Linked DNA regions of Mus musculus: region 2 is linked to region 1. Evidence: chromatin contacts called from public Hi-C data. All regions are on one chromosome and are shown on one strand. Each heading gives the region's core, a stretch centred on a gene start, on an enhancer-like site or on the middle of the called end of the contact. The rest is flanking DNA. Distances are from core to core; before and after follow the strand shown.

Evidence for each region. A called contact is a pair of places that touch in the nucleus more often than the background predicts.
Region 2: a Hi-C map of cortical neurons shows a contact between it and region 1. The contact joins the enhancer-like site here to the promoter of Sertm1 in region 1. A contact is called at or near these places in 4 of 39 promoter capture datasets (embryonic stem cells, hippocampal neurons and neural stem cells), 5 of 484 Hi-C or Micro-C datasets (cortical neurons and embryonic stem cells), 3 of 115 datasets of contacts at active chromatin or transcription factors (embryonic stem cells, neural progenitor cells and stem cell-derived neural progenitor cells) and 3 of 9 other capture datasets (adipose tissue, liver and pancreatic islet).

What each region holds. Positions count from the first base shown.
Region 1 is chr3:54,914,520-54,917,263 of GRCm38.p6, forward strand. Sertm1 (serine rich and transmembrane domain containing 1) reads right to left here and starts at 1,368. Exons shown (of 3, transcript NM_177854.4): 1 at 1,218-1,368; 2 at 588-752. It overlaps Gm31358 (a long non-coding RNA gene), which reads left to right and starts at 1,500. Exons shown (of 4, transcript XR_375676.2): 1 at 1,500-1,572.
Region 2 is chr3:55,008,675-55,011,418 of GRCm38.p6, forward strand. No RefSeq gene overlaps it. Among named protein-coding and RNA genes, the nearest start is that of Ccna1, 45 kb to the right of the region's middle. Within about 2 kb of position 1,392, at least 9 of the 459 cell types and tissues checked have an H3K27ac peak or open chromatin away from gene starts, as enhancers often do. A contact at or near this core is called in cortical neurons, where this site is marked.

The DNA.
Region 1 (2,744 bases), core at 118-2,617:
AGTGAATCGGAGGCACAGAAACGGAAAAGTATCCTAGAACAAGCATCCTAAGGAGTGGTTTCTGGGTGGACCTCAGTTCAGGGCCTGCAGTTGTCCATTCACCAGCATTGGGAGCAGTTGTCCATTCACCTGCTCTGGTACCTGCATTGGGAGCCAAGTCCAACAGGATAGCTTTGACCTTCCTCTAAACAAAGCACTGTGAGACAAGACCCACTGAATTGAAGTGCTTCAACAGAACATTCTTGCCAGGAAGACAAATCGGCAGAGAAAACGGAGGACATTAAGAAACAGACCTAGTCCCTGGAGTCCCTGACACTAAACCTGGGGGAGCCCCCGGCACCAGACACCTGACCGCACAAGGCACACAGGCACAGTCCACAAACCTGATCTTCAAGACGTTTCTGCGAATGAATGTGGCTCTCTGTTCTCTCAGGAGGAGGGAGTGTTGCTTTTTCTTCGGTCTTAATGAGAACTCAAACATTTGCCCATAATGCGCGCACCTCCCGCTTGCCTGGGAGGTGCAGGACTGCAGGCAATCTCGCCTCTCACATCCCGGGAAAGAGAAGGGTTGAGAGTGAATTGCTTACCCGGTTTTGGGGGGAGCTAAGAAAGCTCCGCTGGGGAACCCAAGAGTTCAGCGGGAAGAACTTATCCGAATTCGCAGCCAGGCGAGGAGACTCAAGGGAATACAGGACAGAGAAACGCCAGCCGTCAATGTGCCTGTGGCGACTCCCCAGGAAAAGCAGATGACCCTAGAAATAAAGAAATGCTCTCATACACCTCAAACCCCACACAAAAGGCATCAGAAACGTATTACAAAGTGTAAACTGCCCGCAGAGGAATCATCCTTTGCAGCAGCGCGGACTGGAGGGCAGACTTTCCTGACTCCCCGAGCCCAGGAATCAGGCGGGTCATCCCAGGGCCAAGGACATTGCCTGCCCGGCCCCTGGTGAATCCAGCTGTAGTTGGCTGGCCCAGTCTCCCAGAGACCCTGAGAGCTGGGCTTCCGGGGCCAGCTAAGAAAAGAAAAGATTCGGGAGGCGTTCCACAGCAAGGAGCCAAATCTCAAGTAGTCCCAGGAGAGTCGGGATGAAGCATCCCGAAGCTAAGGAACCCCCTGCCACCCTAGGCGGGGCGTCCGGAGGCCCTCTCTAGGGACCAGCCCACTGCCATTGCTCTGTGACCGGTTCGTTTTAGTTCCCAACTCTTGTGCTCACTGATGTGCAGATCTGGACTCCGGCGCTGGGGTGGGGCAGCGGCCCTGTCTTGACGACGTGCGCCCCACGACGATCCTAGGGAATGCACCTCGCGGGGGCGCGGAGCGAGAGCAGAGCGCACGAGCGGCGAGCGCAATGGGAGTGGGCACCCGGTAGGCTGCGCTGGGCTCTGCGCTGTCCCTCCTCCCTCCGGGGCCATGCGACCAATGGCAGAGAGCTGGGCCCACTCCCCGCCGCCAGGCAGCCCAGGCGCTCTGGAGCTAGGACAGCACGGCGTTCTAACGAGGGAGGAGCTTACACCCTGGTTGGAGGACGAGGAGGCGTTTGCGCGGGGAGCCCCATCTGGGGAAGGCAGGTGTGGTGTGCTGAACTTTTGTGGCGATATGTGGTGGGCTTCAGTTTTTTTTTCCCCCCTAGGCTCAGGGGAAAGCATCCCTTTCCTGTCAAAGTTTCCCTTCTTATGTCTTTACGAGTCCTGCGCAGCCTCCACTCCAAAAGGGCGAGCTGCAAGGGACATCGCCTTCTATGATGAATTTCACCTCAGCCCCCTCCCCCATTCAGTCTTTCTCCTTCCCGCCCTCTCAGTCCTCTGAGAAACCATCTAATGAATGAATAGAACCATGGTTTCTACGACCGCCAGTCACACAGATAATCATTAAAGACTACACGGATAAATGTCACAATCCTATAAAGGAACGATGGAACGGGAGCCTTCCGTGCCTGGGCTTGTTTAGATGCTTTGGGGAGAAGAGAAGCTTGGTTTCTTTGGTGTCTTGGGTTCTTTTTTATTCAAAGACCCAGTTGGCTCCCTGGTCTATATGATCTGAAGCACTGAGCTCTGGGACATGTTGGTTACTTTTTGTTGATGGATTTTCACCCGGAGGACCGCCCCCCCCCCCCATTTTTTGGCTTAAAAGTGAACCAACAAAGCACTGGGCTGCCTAAATCTTCGTGACAGCTCGTTGTTCACCAGTGCCTAGCTCCTGGATTACACTGTTTCTGTCCACGTTTATTGGTTTTCCAGGTAGAGACAGGCATGGGGCCTAACTCTGAGACACCGTTGTGATAAAAGCTATGCTGTCTCTGTTCTGCTTGTCCTGGGCATGTGAGTCTTTTCTATGTGGATATGCGTGTGCCTCACTTAAGATGAGGGGGAGGGGGACGTGTGGTGGAACTGAACATGGAGCTCAGATGGTGGAGCACTCGAACAGCTAGAGACTTTGGAGTCCACTCCCAGCACCACATAAACTCAGCATGGTGGCACTTACTTGTACTCCCAACACTTTAAAGGTGGAGACAGAGTTCAAGGCCATCTTTAGCTATGGAGCCAGGACCAAGGTAGCCTTGTCTGAGACTCCATCTCATTTAAAATAAAATAAAAATGTAGGGGGAGCTGAATGAGCTGTATTGTCAAGAGAGCAAGTTCAAAGACGCTTCTCTCCAAACATTTGTACTCCAGAGCTCACCTACTTTTTGTTTGCTTGATTTTGAGATAAGGGCTCACTCTATGACCTAGGCTGGTCTTTG
Region 2 (2,744 bases), core at 142-2,641, 94 kb after region 1:
AATTGGAATCGGTTTTCTTGCTTTAACTTCCCACATGCTGAGATTTCAGACATGTGACACCATGCTTGACTTAAAAATATTTAAATAGCAAACTTTCTATCTTAAGAAATAATTCCTGCCCCTCTCCTTTTCCTTTCTTTTCCCCTGGTTATCCTTTTCTTTGCATATTTTTCAAATGTACAGATGACTGACTCTTAATTAATTTCACTCAATTACTTAACAAGTTTTATTAATTAGTTTCATTAACTAACAGAGGAGGGGTCTGAAATCAGAATAGCCGGACTTGAAAATCAACACCACTGCTTACTACCTATGTGCCTAGAAAGATTATTCTCCCATTCTCTTTCTTCTGGTAAACAGAGATGCAAATAGTGCCTATCTTTGGAGGGTAGTTATGAGGATTAAATTAGCTCATTTATGAAGACCCTGGTGTGCAGTTCCTGGTATAGGGAGAGCAGAGAAGGCAGTACTGTGTGCTTTTAAGTGTCTGACCATAATGTCACACACCACCGTACTGTTTAGAAAAATTATTGCTAAAATTACCATAATTTCTACTTATTTGGTGGTTGCTATGTGCCAGACACTCCTCAAATCAAATTCTATTTGATCTCAAAATACTTTGGTCTAATGAGTATTATCCACTTCCCCAGTGGGACAACTTAGAATCAGAGAGGTTAAACATTTGCATAAGGTCATACTCATTTGCATAATGAGTAAATGACTGAGCTCAAATTGAATCTGAATCTTTTGAACTTTAAAATGCGTCCATTCATTCTTTCTATATCCTGTCTCTCCCAGCAGAATTCTAATCCACAGTCAAGAAACACTTCATATATTTAGCACATGCAATCTTAGCTCACACAAACGAACACTTCCTGTTAAGCCTCTGAAGTTTGCGTACACACATACGCACACTGCCACCCTCACTATAGGCCCACGAGATTGCTTCTGAATTGGAGGTTAAATCCATGACCACACATGCAAATTTCCTAGTTGACAAACATTGAAGATCCACACATTCTAAATTACTATCATTTTTAATGGTGTACTTAGAGTCTGAAGGTTGTAGAGATAAATCCCAGAAAGGGAAGATAGCTGTTGTAAAAAAGAGGGATCTACAACAGGAGCAACAATTTAGGATTAAGGAGACTGCTCTTAATTGGCTTGCTATCCTTTAGCAGAAATTATTTTTATAGTTATTGTTAAGGCCTAGGTAATAGGTATTGGTAAGGCCTGGCTAGCCTGCCATTTTTGCTGTTACTAATATTATAAGGAAACTTTCTCACAGGCTGTTTCTGCTGTTACTAGGAAACTTTTTCATGCCCAAGTTGATGACACATTCTGTTATGTTCTGTTCCTTGGAAACCAATCACGAGACAAGTCAGCAGAACTGCTTTGTATAGTTACTCACAATAAGCTTGGACCCACACCAACCACCCAGCACCACTTCTGGTACCGTCATAAGCTTTCATGGCATTTGCCACGAACTTCATAACTGCCTCTGGGATGGACCCCACCACAAGAGAGATACCTGTACCAATAAAAAAGCTATTTGGAATAAGACTTCCATTTTGAGTAGAGGTGGAGTAAAGTGTAAATTCCCAAGACCTCCCTGGGAACTGACATCCAACCTGGCAGAAAGAGACATGTACATGGGTAATGGCATCCTGGTTGGCAAGTTAAGACGTGGATGTTAAGACAAGGCAAGTCCACTGCCACAGGTAAATACCCCAACCAATGGAAGCAGAATACATGTACAACAAAGGCATGTTCCTAAGGAAATCCCCTATCTCTAAATCCTGATTGGTGGAATAACTTGGCACAAATGTTTGTAGATTTTAGGCTTAAAAAGCCCTGTAGGATCTTAGCTTAATGTCACAACCAGCCCCTGAGTCTGGATGTGTGGCCCTGATCAATCAGTCCTGGGTTGTATGCGCAATAACTATCCCTGTCTGACTGAGATTGATATTCATGTGGTTTGTGAGGTGACTCCTGAGCCTAACAGTTATCAGGAATCGAAAGTATGACTTATGAAATAATAGATATTCTAACACGAAGTCAGATTTGATTTGGGAAGGTTAGAATGGCTTTAAAATATTTAAATATGACCGCCAGTGTGTCTATATCAAAGCAAGTTTCCCTGGCAACTCATTCTGACAGGCCTGTCATAGAGGAGAGGGTGCCTGAGCTGATTCATTAAACATAAGTAACTAATTAATGTAGAGATGAGATACAAATTTTGTTACATGGTAACTTAAAGATTCTCTCTGAATATTAATGGGTGGAACTCATTGGTGTGAAAGTCTAGCCTCTTTCCTAATGAAGGAGGCAGGAGCTTTGATGAGGCAGAAGGAAATCTGAGTCTATCTGGACCTGACTGTTATTAGTTTTTTGTTATCAACTAAAGTTGTTGGAAAAACAAAACAAGAGTGAGAGGAAGAAGTCACAGAGCCATCTTAGGGTGGCCCTGCCAGCATGTGTGTAAACCAAGACACTCTGAAATCCTTCCATGACAAGAATAATTTTAATTAATAATAGCACAGCAGAAAAGCATACACTAGAATATGGATCACCTACAAGTCCTACCTTTCCTTAAAAGAAGTTCTCAGAAGACCCTGGCTAAGGAGAAGAAGTCACTCCTGGCTTCTCTGAGCATCTGACCCACAGTGTCACCCATAAGCACAAGCCTAAGACTTTATTCTTTCTTGGCTGGAAGAGCTTACTATACAATAACTTCTCACAAA